Linked DNA regions of Zea mays: all the other regions are linked to region 2. A link is a contact called in public Hi-C data. All regions are on one chromosome and are shown on one strand. Each heading gives the region's core, a stretch centred on a gene start, on an enhancer-like site or on the middle of the called end of the contact. The rest is flanking DNA. Distances are from core to core; before and after follow the strand shown. Region 1 holds the start of LOC100279228. Region 2 holds the start of LOC100280987. Region 3 holds the start of LOC100282309.

What was found. Hi-C and Micro-C count contacts between places; a contact is called where the count stands out from the background.
Region 1: a Hi-C map of endosperm shows a contact between it and region 2, with 2.9 times the contacts expected there. The contact joins the promoter of LOC100279228 here to the promoter of LOC100280987 in region 2. A contact is called at or near these places in 7 of 25 Hi-C or Micro-C datasets (bundle sheath, ear, endosperm and 3 more).
Region 3: a contact with region 2 is called in a Hi-C map of leaf, with 8 times the contacts expected there. The contact joins the promoter of LOC100282309 here to the promoter of LOC100280987 in region 2. A contact is called at or near these places in 8 of 25 Hi-C or Micro-C datasets (bundle sheath, endosperm, leaf and 2 more) and 1 of 3 datasets of contacts at active chromatin or transcription factors (leaf).

What each region holds. Positions count from the first base shown.
Region 1 is chr4:75,870,791-75,875,138 of Zm-B73-REFERENCE-NAM-5.0, forward strand. It overlaps LOC100279228, which reads left to right and starts at 1,492. Exons shown (of 12, transcript NM_001152250.1): 1 at 1,492-1,754; 2 at 2,869-4,261. The coding sequence starts at 2,955.
Region 2 is chr4:76,340,730-76,345,612 of Zm-B73-REFERENCE-NAM-5.0, forward strand. It overlaps LOC100280987, which reads left to right and starts at 1,814. Exons shown (of 1, transcript NM_001153907.2): 1 at 1,814-3,083. The coding sequence starts at 1,898. The coding sequence ends at 2,860. LOC103653407 (cytochrome B5-like protein) reads right to left here. Exons shown (of 6, transcript XM_008680323.4): 4 at 4,705-4,782; 5 at 4,502-4,593; 6 at 3,206-3,717. The coding sequence ends at 3,651.
Region 3 is chr4:76,026,107-76,030,717 of Zm-B73-REFERENCE-NAM-5.0, forward strand. LOC100282309 reads left to right here and starts at 1,770. Exons shown (of 8, transcript NM_001155221.2): 1 at 1,770-1,876; 2 at 2,638-2,708.

The sequences.
Region 1 (4,348 bases), core at 242-2,741, 470 kb before region 2:
CAGCTCGGGCACGGGTCTCGGTAATTCGATTCTAAAAACGGGCTCGACTACTGTTAGCCTGGAGGGTCCACGCTCATGCGCGGACCGTCCAACCGTATGCAGGTCGACGGGTTTACCCCGATCTGCGTAGGAGGCTGTGGTTGTCAAGGATATGTGTTTATCACCATCTCGTAAAGGGGTTGTGATTAGCCATGTCAATCTATAGCCGATGAATCGCCCATGTTTTCACCAAATTCAACCTCGTGCGAAGAAAAATTCGCGACAATAGATTTATCAAATGCGTGCACTAGCCTCTTATAATCATTTTGCTTACCCCATATGATTTGTTGCTTTTGGTCTCGCTGCTCATCTATGCAAACTCTAAAAGATTGAATTTTATTTGTCTCGCTTACCTTGGGGTAGTTGTAGTAGGACAAAGCAAAGCTAGACCAGTCGCCCGCTGTCGGACGACCTTGTGATTCCTGTCCATTTTGAAGTTAGTCAGGAATTTCACCTGTGCTTCCTTGATCAGCTGCTCCTTGTGCTCTTCGAACTCCTGCTGATCTTCAGCCGGTAGAGTTTCCTAGGTCGCCTCAATGATGTTACTGGGAGAGACGTCTGAGTTATCTTTTGAAACGACCATTGAGGGCCGATCTATCTATTTATGGACCAGCACCTATGGGTGAAACATCTGTGGGCCAGACCGTTCGGTTAGAGCCGGATCGTTCAGTTAGAGCCGAACCGTTCGACTGTGCCCAGTAGGGGTGGAAACGAGCCGAGCCGAGCTTGGCTCGCTGTGGCTCGCTCATGCAACGAGCCGAGCTTGGCTCGGCTCGCCCATCTGGCGAGCTCGAAAACGAGACTCGGCTCGGCTCGGCTCGCTCCTGGCTCGCGAGCCGGCTCGCCGAGCCAACGAGCCTAGGCATAAACGTAAAACTGCTCTCTAAATTATAATATAAAATCTTAAAAATATTTTAAATAACATATTTTAAATTTCTAAAATAGATATATCACTAATATAATATAGAAAATAGATTATTTTTTATAGCAATCTTAAATAACATAAATTAATTGTCCACTCGATACTAATATTATATGCTAATTATGATTTTATGTAACAAATTATTGTTGAATCGAGCCACGAGCCAGCTCGTGAGCTGCACCGAGCCGAGCCGAGCTGGCTCGCTCTTTTCACGAGCCACAAAAACAGGCTCGGCTCGGGCTCGTTCTGAGCGTCGAGCCGGTCCGAGCCGAGCCGAGCTGCTGCGAGCCCGAGCCAGCTCGTCGAGCTCGAGCTTTTTTTCTAGCCCTAGTGCCCAGTGCTACAAATGATGCTCAACACTTATTTTAAGGACGCAAGAAAATAAAATTGACATTTAAAATTATTGGGTCTATAAAAACATGTGAATAGGTATATTTTGTCCACTACACGCTGGTTAAACGGGCGTACGACGATTGACGGGGGTATTCTAGCCAGCGGCGACCTAAATAATCAATTTTAAAGTGACCCATTTCGTCAAATTCATCTTCTTCGTCTTCATCGCAGCATCGGCGCTCCATCTTCTGCTCCCTCCCCCACTTCGTGCTCGGGTTCCATCTTCCGCTCCTTCCCCCACTCGCGGTCGGCACGCAGGCTCGGCCGGCGTCAGCGGCTCCCCATCCCGCCAGTACAGGAAGAGGGCCGCCGCTTGGAGCTCGCGGGAGGTAGCGTCGCCACCGCCGCATGGAGGTCCCGAATGGCTGAATCCTGACCGCTGCCTGGAGAGTCTCGCGCCGTAAGCCTCTATGTACCCGCGCCTACTCGTAATCCCGCGTCCCTGACCTCTAACTCCTTCCCCAAACCCTACAAAGGCCAAGGCGTCTGCAAATCGACGCCTTGCCGACGCTCGAAGCGCCGGGGCGACGCCTCAATCCCTAAGGCGGACGCCTTACGAGCTTCCGCAAGGCGGCCAGGACGCCCTAGCAGGCGAACTTGCCTCACCGCTTAAGCGTAGCGATTCCTTAAAAACTCAACTTGACCCTAAATCAGTTCAAATTTGGATCAAGTTTGAATCTATCCCATTTGGGGTTACATCTGAAATGAATACACTAACTATGTTTTCAACTTTTCATATCTATTTCAAATATGCTTCAGAACCCATTTAGAAAAAAAGGCCAAATTTTATCGCAGAATGTTCGTATTTTCTTTGAGTGCTGTCTGTTTTGTAGGAAGGGGATTGTTTTTCACTTGATGAATGAAACTTGGTACTCCATCCATTTTTAAATATATGATGGTGTTTCAGACAAGCTTTGCAAGAAGTCTTACCCTGTTTGTTTCTTCTGCGGGCATGTCTCTGTGATACATATTTTGTTCTGTCTCTACAAGTTCATGTTACAATCACTTACTTGTTTTTGTATATTTCAGTGCTATAAACGTACCTGTAGACTGATCTCCTTGAATTTTACCAAATACATTCGTTCTATGCCATTTTATTCCCTGGGTTCTAGTCAATATAAGTAGATTGCTCTATTTTTAAATATGCAGAAGAGTTGTGTATCTTTGTATGAAGAGAGGGAGAAGAAATGGTCCATTACAAAAACCACTCTCTCTAGGAGAATAGAGAGTTCGGACTATGAAAGAAAACAGTAGCACTTGAAAAATGGAAAACAACTCGGGACCCTACCAGGGCTAATTGAACTAACCCCTTAACATGACTTGATTGGATCAATTTAGAGTTACAGGTCTAAGGATTACTAGTTCAAAGACGGCTATATTCCTTGACAGACCTTCATCACAATTACTGCGTGTCTGATGTGTGATTTTCTGATGTTTCTTGAGTAAATTTTATAAAACAAAACAAAAACTAAGTAACCGATGTATCCTGTTCTGATCCAATCTTCTTCTTGTAGTAAATCACATCATATTGAGCTTCTCGCCTTTGGATCCGTCTTATTATTTGCTCACACTGAAGAATTAGTTTGCACTTTGGAGGAAAATGAGTGGTGCTCCAAAGAGGTTGCTCGAGGAAGGTAGTCACTCCACACCAACAAAACGCCCTTTGGATGACAGCAGCTTGTATTCGAGTCCTGGGAAATTTATTCAGTCCGGTGGCAGTGATTTCCATGGTTCTTCTGAACATGATGGTAGATTTGCGAAATTTCAACGTGTGGAGTCTCGTGATGATAAGAGGCCATCTGTACATCGGATGCCTGTTGGCTCCACTAACTTTGCTGTTCACCCCATCTCGTCTGACAGCAGATTAGAGTCAAAGCAAAATAAAGATGCACGGGACAGTAAGGCAGATGACCGCGAAACAAAAGTCGATGCCAGGGACGTTCATAGTGATTCAAGGATTGAATTTCAGGCTAATAAAATTGAGAGTGATGTAAAGGTAGACAATAGAGCAGATGAAAGTGAAATAAGGGCTGACAGGAGGGGCCATCCTGATTACAGAACTGACATAAAATTTGGTAAGGATAGTCATTCTACTGTTCCAGCAAACATAAACTGGAAGGACAACAAGGAGCACAGGGGTAAAAGACATTTTGAACCGCCCGCTGATACTGTGGATTGGCGTTTGCCCCGTCCTAGTTTACAAAGTATCGATGAAGCTCCCAAAGGTCCAATTTCTGTGGAAGGACGTAATTCCAAGGACACAAATGAATCTGCTGGTGATTACAAAGCTGAACCAAAAAACGAAGATAGGTTCAGAGACAAGGACAGGAAAAAGAAGGACGAGAAGCATAGGGACTTCGGTGCAAGAGAAGGCGATAGAAATGATCGTCGGACCGGTGTACCACTTGGCAGTAGTGGTGTTGAGCGAAGAGAAATGCAAAGGGAAGATAGGGATGCTGAGAAATGGGACAGGGAAAGAAAAGATTCCCTGCGAGACAAGGAAGGCAATGATAGGGAGAAGGATTCTGCTAGGAAAGATTCATCTGTAGTAATTGCAAAGGATAACCCTATACTAGAAAAAGCTTCATCTGATGGAGCTGTTAAGAGTGCTGAGCATGAGAATACGACAACAGAATCCAAGGCACCTAAGGATGATGTATGGAAAGCTCACGATAGGGATCCTAAGGACAAGAAAAGAGAGAAGGATGTGGATGCAGGAGACTGGCTTGAGCAACGAAACAAATATAATGATAAGGAATTAGATGACAATGCCATTGAAGGAGATATGGAGAAAGATAAGGATGTTTTTGGAAGTGTCCAACGAAGGAGGATGGTGCGACCAAGGGGAGGTAGTCAAGTATCTCAGCGTGAACCTCGATTCCGGTCCAGAATGCGTGATGGTGAAGGGTAAGCTTGATGCTGCATTTTGCTCCACTTTCAAAGTTTTTCCAATAGCATGATAAAGTAAATGCAGTTGTATGGCATTTTCCATTT
Region 2 (4,883 bases), core at 564-3,063:
TTTTGTTTTAATTCCAGCGACGCGCAAAGAGGGCTGATGAGGATTCCTCGTGTACACGTCGGCCGGTCGCCGGTCAAGCCTGTCTGAAGAGATGATGATTCGATTTCTCCACGTCCAAACCCCTGTCCATCGCTTCCCACGCCACTTCACTGTATTTAATTAACAATAAAAACATCTCACTCTCGCCATCAGCCTCAGACCCTTCTAGAATATATATAATATACCTCGATTTATATAAGAATTATACATTGGTCAACAGAGATTAGTTTTGTTAGACTTTCTTCAAGTTGTATGCTTTACTATATGATGGAATCCACGTGGATCCATGATACTGTAGCGCGAAATCGCACAGGTGAACTGAAGCTGCCCGCAAAAAAAAAACATAATAACACCCACACCCGCACCAAGTCGAGACTCATCGAGGTTGGACGGGCAGGTTTCACGGTAAGAAATGGCACTGCATGAGGTACTTACTATACGCTTAATTCACAATTGTTTTAAGTTCAATCTAGTCTAGGTCAAACGGAACTAAGGTTTAGTCGAGTGTTGTTCGAATATATGGAATAAAGGCAACATAAAAAAACCTTTGGTGGACAAAGATACCCACGTGCGCCTTTTTAGTTTATATTAGTCCATATTTGCCAACAGATGAGCTTATAGCTAGCTACTTGGCCACTTGGGATTGTACCATGGCGTGCCACGACGCTACCTGCAGCAGCGAAATAGTGAGAAAAGGCTACTTATGGTTATGACAAGTCGGTGAGGTTTGAACCGGTCAGGATTTTGACTTTGAACCCTCAGTTGGATCGCACTGCAGTCTGCAGCTAGCTGCAGCTGCGGCCTTGTGCTTGTGTTTGTGTGTCTGCCATGAGGTCAGGTCATATATGCCTGGGCCTGCTGCACTCTCCCTCTCCCCAGCTGGATGAGAAAGCAGAGAAGTGAAGTAAAGGGGAGGCGGATTAGCAAAGACCGTGGAACCGGTCCAAGGTTCCCCAATGCATGTTTAGACCTTGTTCGTTTGTGTCGGATTGGTGGGTCGGATCGATTACAAGCCGGATTGCTTCTATAATTTATATAAATTTTGATTAGCCGGAATAATTCCAGGTGCAATCCGATATAAACGAACAGGGCCTTAGCGGTAGCGGATCCCGGGCCCGACCCTGACCCGGTCGGTGGGTTCGTTCAACGGTCAAACAACATATCCCACTCGAGTCAAACCGCCAAAGTGATGGATTGGATTGAATGACCCATGATTAGCGACCACAAGACCGCCTGGATCGTTCCAGCAGAAGGCAATAAGGCGTCACAAGTCGTTTTTCGCCATCAACTCTCCCTTATTATTATAATTATTTAATTTTGCTTTTACATATACTACAGTGCAAATGTACGAACGTATGAGATTGGATTCGAAAGTTAGTACCTAATGCTCTCTTCCATTTTGAGTTAAAAGTTATTTTAACTTTTTTAGGTATCAATGTTTTTAAATTCAAATACCAGCGAGTGAAGTTGATCAGATGCTGAGTACTGAGACTCTGAGAGGATAGCAGGAGATGAGAATCAGTCAATCAGAAGCCGTGACCCCCCCCCCCCCCCCCCCCCCCCCCCCCCCCGACCCGGCAAGGCGGGCAGCCAATCGCAGCGCGGTCTCCCCGATCTCGGCCGGTCAAACAAATGATCGGCTTCCTCTGCTCGCCTCGCCTCGCCTCAGCTCACTTGAAATTCCCCCACGCGGACGCGCTTCCCCCTCCGGCCTCCCTCCCTCGCTTTCGCTTGCTATAAAAACATCCTCCTCTTCCTCCACGTCGAGCCAAGCCACTCCTGAGTCCTGATCTCCGATCGCTCGCCACCTCACGACCGGACTCCCCTGCTCCAGCTCTCACCTATCCTCGAAGCAGCAATGGCTGAAGCCGTGGAGAGCGGCGGGCGGGCGCTCCTGGTCTCGGAGTTGGGCCGCGTGCAGGACCTGGTGAGCCAGCTCGAGCTGCAGCTGCGCGCGCCCGCGGACGCGGACTCCGTCGACCTCTGCCGCTGCCTCGTGCAACAGATCGTCGCGCTCACCGACCGCTCCATCGGCATGCTCCACTCGTCACCGGACCTCGCCCCCTCGCCGCTGACCGCCACGGGGAGCCCGATAAGCAGTGACGCCGCCTCCGACCACCACCCCTTCCGCCCCGCCGGCGCCAGCCCCAAGAAGCGCAAGGCCACGGCGCGCTGGACCAGCCAGCAGGTGCGCGTCAGCGCCGACGACGGCCACAGCTGGCGCAAGTACGGCCAGAAGGACATCCTCGGCGCCAGGCACCCGCGGGCCTACTACCGCTGCACGCACCGCAACTCGCAGAACTGCCTGGCCACCAAGCAGGTGCAGCGCGCCGACGACCACCCCGCGCTCTTCGACGTCGTCTACCACGGCGAGCACACCTGCAGGCCCGCCGCCGCCGGCGGCGGGTCCAAGAGGGCGCAGCAGCACAACCCGCACGCGCAGGCCGCGCTGCAGGGCCTCGCCGCGCGGCTCACGGTGGCCACCACCACCACGGACAACGCCGCCGGGCTCCCGCCGATGACGCCCGAGAGCTGCCCCGTGCGGGGCGCCTCGTCCCCGTGGTCCCTCGCGTCGCCCGTCGGCTCCGACTTCAACGGCTGCCTGCACCAGGGCATCTCGCCTTGCCCGGTGCCCGGGTACAGGGACTGGACCTCGGACGTGGACCTCCAGGAGGTGGTGTCATCGGCGTTCGCCGCCGTCTCGTCGGTTGCGCCCCTTCCGGTGCCTGACGACGAATTCATGCCTCTCGAATGCGTCGAATACGTATTCGACCAGAACTTCGACATTGACACCGCAATGCCAAGCCTCTACTATCCATGAGAAGAGCAACTGATCGGCAGCACTGTCCACTTCTCCAAGACAGGAGGGAGGAGCAGAGCTGCAGCAGAGGAGCCTATTCCTGAGAACTGTGCAGTAGCAGAAGCCAGCAAAGCTTTTAGGATACATTTTAATGTCTCATTATCTTTTCTTTCTTTCTTTCTTTCCCTTTCATGGGTTGGGTTTTGTTGATTTCACTCAGCAAGAGAAAAGTTAATTTTTACTACTCACGGAACAATCAGCTCAATCTCAGAAATTATGTTCTCTTCATACTGTTCACTTTCATGTTTGCATACCATCAATTCCTTAGAGCACGACAAATCTTAAATAACGCATTCAACAGCCAAGTTAAAATCAAACTCGGGACATCTTCAATGTAACATCACTCGAGAAATGATCGTGTGAAACAGATTCTGATTTAAGCCCCGTTCGGTTAGGCTGGAACAAAACTAGGAACTATTCCAGGTTACTAATTGTTATACAAATTATACAATTATTCCAGCTGAAATCCTTTCTGGAGTAGATTCCTGAATAACCGAACGGGCCCTTAGCCAGAACAATTACAAGCGTTTTGGAGTCTTGTCCAACAACAGAAATGTAAAGACACAGTCACACAACAGCAGAATAAAAACGCAGTGCTACATCACAGCTCCTAGCAGCCCCGATGACAATTGTGGAACAATTACACTGACATCTCAAATGCTTGAAGGTTGCAATGCTTAAAATGTTGGATAACATGTAGCTTCTCAAAACTTGATTTCCGGAAAATTCCACGAATTCAATACAAGCTACCCTATGCCTTCAACTGACCGATGCAGAAATCCTCGATGATATCGAAGACCCTAGTGCCGTGCTGTGGCCTGTGGGTCCATATAAAAGAATGTCATGGAGCTGAGCAAGGAAAACAGAAACTAACCAGAGATTGAGTCCGTTCATGCAAGAAGCATGAAAGTGGCAGTAGCAAAGGTGTATTGTGACACATTTCCAGTCCAGGAGAAGGCAGAGTAAGAAAGACATGCTCCATCAATACCATGATTGCATGACATAGCTATCTTGCAACGAGTGGTACTATGTGTGTCGATAACAAAGTGAGCTAAATAAGGAACTCTTGAATTTGTAGTTTTGGACACACTGGAACTTCAGCTCAAAATGGAAACGTGTTTAAGCTAATTTATCAGTCTAGTGTAATTTAACATGAACTCCCTACAACAAACAAAACCAACAATAATAAGACAAGCATTACAAAAGCATCTAGCAACTTCTATGAAATTATTGGTTGTGTATAGTATTTCTGTAGAAAGTATTAGCAGTAGCAATACCTGGATAGGCAGCACCGGAACTAAAAAAACTGACCATTTTTGCCTATCATTATAGCAATACTGTCAGTCTTTTTTTTTCATTTCCTTTCGAATGCTTTTTTACAGAATATCTAAAATGATGCTAAGTCTTCATCGAATATTGTTTAAAATATCGGAGATGAATAATCTCAATATGAAAAGGCATACTATGTAAATTTTTAATGATCAAAAAGCATGATTTTCTAATTTCTGAAGAGACAATTCCAAGAAAGGCACTGAAGTGCTGAACTAATCAGGCAATGACAGAGCATGTTATGAGGTATAGGAAGCAATATAAGTTACAGACCCAAAAAAGCCCTCTGTGGAATCACCACCAGCATTATTTAGAATGGCATCTCCGCCTGGATGCTCCTCTACATAAGGAGTGACATCATAGACCTGGTTCAACAACCAAAGATAAATTTAGAAGACCAAAATATTTGAATTTCCCTATTTTAAAGTCTAGGGCAATAAATTGGGACAAACTGATATGCATTAGCATTATACAACCTTGTCCTTGATGACGATCCAACAGTCCTTCCTTGTGTTATGTTTAGAGATCTCTTCCTTCGTAAAGCTCCTAGATGTCTGAATGTAGAAAGACAATAAAAACAAAAGGTATGATCTCTTCAAGCTATCTAAAATATTACAAGTATTATGGTGCAAATCTGATGAAAAATTTGTCTTGT
Region 3 (4,611 bases), core at 520-3,019, 310 kb before region 2:
TTTGGGACTATAAATATTTGCTGCCGGGGCAATCCTCTTGTGTCCTGTCGTCCGAGATCTGTGTATCTTCGGCGTGTAGGAGAGGCTTCTTGTAGAAGGGATAACACAGTGCACTACTTGGTACGGGCGCACTGTTCGCCAGCAGACCCAGCATGCACGCCGCCTGCTAGATGACCTTGACGCCGCATGCCAGCGGATGGGACGGGACATATTAAATGCTGAGAGGGCACATCGCCCGTCAGCGCAGTGGAAGGCGGCGCGTCCTCTCCTCAATAAATGCAGGGGCTACACGGCTTTACGTCAGGCTCGGCCCGATGGCTTATGTCATGGGCCACAAGCAGCGGGCCTTCGCCTGCGCGGGGAGCGGAGAGCAAGGCTTGCACACGTGTCAGCATCGGACCCCTGCATACCCTAAGGTCCTTCTCGTTCCGGAACCCTGCCGGGGTTCGGACCTACCCGGGGGCTCCGGACCTGTATGTATATAGGGGCCCGGTGACCCTCAGTGGGGGTCCGGTCTTACTGAGGCATGGTGCCTATCCTCGCCACGTGGCGCCCTTTGGCCCGCCCATCCGGTGGAGTTAGGCGCGGTCCTCCGCGCGGCCAGGAGACGTCGCATGGGTGCGACGCCTTTATGCTGTAGGAGAGGGTACCCCTGATTTAGGGTACCGACATAGCCGAAAACACTTACTTGTTATCTGATAACATTAAAAATATCTTCTAACATTTTGTGATACAAAGTCATCGCTTATATTATTGAGATCAATCTCATCCAACAACTTTTTTTCGATATATAGAATCGACAAGCCATTTAACCTCTATTGAGTTATTGTTAACCATAAATAGTTCACAAAAATATTTCAATTTTAAAAAGCTTCTCTCTGCCGATGCAACCATCACGTGTATAGTAAAAATACTCTCTCTATATCAAAATAGAATTTGTTTTGCTTCTTTAGTGGATTCATCATTATATAGTTGAATATAAACATAAAAATCAAGAGCTAAAACAAATACTATTTTGAAACGGCGCATTATATATAATTGATGTAGTAGTGTAGTGGTATAGGAGAGTATGCGCGAGAGAGATGTTGCGAGTTCGAATCTCACCATTCACAAAACATGTAAATTTGAAATTCATTTAGTGCCTAAGTAATTGAGACATTAGTTTAACAATCTAAACGAAATTGGTCGATAGCGTATCGCTCTTTACATATTTGTGTTTAGAATAGATATGTTTAACAGGAAAAAGTGCTAGCGTCCAGTGACTAAGAAGGGACCCTCTATTTTTGGGGGCCCGGTGCGGCCGCACCCTCCGCACCCCTCCGGTATGACCCTGGGCGTGGTTGTGGAGGGCGCGTGCGGGAGTGTCACAGCGGGCGACGTGGAGAGGAGAAACCCGATGGAGACGTGCGGTTAGTTAGGTTTAGCATGAGAGGTGAGGCCATTCATAAGACTGCAGATTCGATTTCAAAGAAGTACAAGGTGTTTTAATATAGTACATAGATAGATAACATATTAGAAATAGAGAAGAGATAGAGATAGAGATAGAGATAAAGATTTATTAAACATTATATCAATCTTTTATTTGTTTAAAACGAATTTTATTTTAGTACAGATGTGTACTGTTTATGTAGCAGATTTTGAATAAAATAAAAGATTACGAATTTCAACCCATATGGGCCCGTTTAACGGCGGCACGACAAGCAAGCGGTCACGTGAGAGCTGATTTTTCTCGCAGCGGGTAGCGGTAGCCCTGTCCCTGACCTGATCCTGACCCGTGCGGGCGTGCGGCTCCTCGCGGACAGCTCCAGACTCCAGAGCCGCCTCTTCGCCCTCTCGCCATCGGCAGGCTACGGTGGCTGCTTCCCCGAGCCTGCAGGTGCTGGCTACTATCTCCGATGTTCCCTTCCACCTCCTCTGGCTTCTACCTCAGCCGTCCCCCTTCCTCTTCCTCGTAGCTCTTCGCGTTCCTGTGGATCTGACATTTTCCTCGTGAATCCACGGCTCAGATCGGGTGGTAGATCTGGTTGGCCTAGTCGCTGTCGGATGCAGTTGCCGAGCTAGGTCGCGGCTGCGCGGCGGCGGTCGGGGTCTTGCGTCGCCAGATCTGGATAGGAAAACGCCGCGCACAAGCTGAGCTAAATTCTGTTCGATTCGAGTTCTTATAGGGGTTCTTGTGGCTGCGTGTTTTGAATTTTTTCCCACTGGTTCTGGGGTGCCGAGAAAGGGAATCGTGGCTGACTCTTGTTGCCGTCGTCGAGCCAGATCTGGTCATGCTGCTACCGTGGATGTCTTATTGCTTGATCTCCTTTGTTTTTTAATTCCTTCGGTTCAAGAATAGCATCATTACCATGAGCATACATACCAGAGAAACGGAGACAGATTCGGAAATTTTCATTTATTGCTAGCTTGTAGTTTTGGGGTCCTATAATATTTTTCTTGGTTCTCTTAATTAATTGAGCTAGTAAATCAACAAATCTGCCACTACAGCCGTCACGGGCAAACATAAAAAAACTGAACAACACCAAATTGAGGCGCCTAGTCCACAAACCTGAACTGCTGAACTTAAATGTCTGGAAGCCACAGTTTCTGATTTCTGATGGTTTGTTTTTATGCTCATTTACTCTTTCTTTCTTCCAGGTAGACCACCTTGTGTTGATTCCTCGAGTCTTCACCTGGTGCTTCCGTTTGCAGCTTCATTTTTAACTAAGGTACTTAGATCACATATTCACATCACTGCCAAGTATTATGGTATATAGGCTCCTCTGTCATATGTGGGTCTAGGCTAGGAAGTTTCCTGTTTGAAAATCTAACCTACTGGGGAGATGTCCAACAATCCCAAGAAACCCCACATTCTATGAAACGCTATGTTTACTTGTTGATATAGGCTTCAAAAGCTAGCTTCTCCTTGAACTCGATCATTACTTGGTTGATGTTTTGCATTGGTAAACACTAAACACTTGAGGTGGGGTCACCGGATCATGTATGTTCTGGCATATCATCATTTATTATTTAGTCTCGTTTTGCATTTCATTAGTCAGTGGATGCTTCAGGAGTACGGTGTATAATTAAACCATCATTTTTAAATAATTTATGGTTTGGTGCATGTGAGTATTACCATTGTTGTTAAGGTGTTCTTAAAGCGTCGCTTAGGCGATAAGGCGTGCAGCAGCGGCAAGGCGTCGCTCTCGCCTTAGAACAGAGACTAAGGCATCCGCCTTGACCAGTACAGCGTCGTCATGGCGCCTTGAAGCTTGCTAAGGCGTCACTTTGGAGACGCCTTGAAGGTCTGCAGCGTTGCTGACTTGCCCGTTAGTCTCCTGGCGGATCTGCACCGGCAGTGGTGTTGGTCTCCTGGCGGCTCTGCACCGGCCCCTCCCCTCCGTGAGCTCTCCAGGCAAGATAGAGGGAGGAGGGAAGAGGAGAGGGGGCACATACCCATAGCAGATTTGGCTGCAGCGAGCTGAGTGCTGGCGGCGGCAGTGAGATGAGTGTTGGCGGCTAGGGAGGGAAGGAGAAAAGAGGCTGGAGGTGTGGCAGTTTGGGAGTGTGGGCTATGTGGCTGAAGGGTAACCTAATTTTGATGGGCTATGTGGGCTGTTGGGCTGCCTGAGCTAATTGGACTCCTATTTGCTACTATAATAGTATTATGAGACTATATTCCTATATAGCGAAAGGGCCTCTAGCCTAGTGGTTAAGGACTTCTGAGTAGCACCTCCAAGTCTTGGGTTCGATTCCCCTCGGGAGCGAATTTTCAGGCTTGGTTAAAAAATCCCCTCGTTGTGCCCATCCGCTCTCGGGTTACGATGTCCTGTGCGCCACCCTCCGGTTGGGCCGTTGCAGAGTGGACAGTTGACGCCGGCCCGTTAGTGATGGGGGGCCAGGGTTCGGGGATTTTCTCGGCTGGGACCATTGTTTCGGTCTCTTCTTAATATAATACCGGGAGGGCGGTCTTTCCCTCCCCGGCCGAGTTTTTTTTGACTATATTCCTATATATATATTCTATTTTTATTGTATTTTTTATATATTACTAAGGCGTCGCCTTGCCTTACGCCTTATCGCTTAAAAGGTAAAAAGGGGTCGGTCGCCTTACCTCGCCTTACCGCTTTAACAACTATGGTAATTACAATGGAATTTGCTATATACACTAGTTCTGCTTGTATTTCTGCTTTGTGTTCTACAGTTACATTTTGTCAACTTCATAATGTGTGCCATCACTGCAGTTCCTCATATGAAGGTTTTTGGAACCACCCAACTAATTTTGCTATAATAATATGAATAGCTTGGTAAAACTAAACATGAAGTATTGGGCAGCTACACTTTGTTTCAGGTTATTAATGTATAATAATTACAAGCTGAAGATGGATTCTTATCATGCTTTATTTTCTATCTTGCCTCGTTTGATCTTTGAGCTGCCAATTTCTGTTACCTTTTATTACAATAGTGTATCTTTTCTTGTCACATTGCTTAAGTGTGTATACCGGTTAAAAGGCAAAAGATTTTATTTTGCTTCCTTCCTGATTTTCATCGACTGATAAGCTCTAATGTTGTTAAGATGTGTTTATATTTGGATTAATTGTGAAGTTACTTTTCTTCCTATGACAAGTATTTATA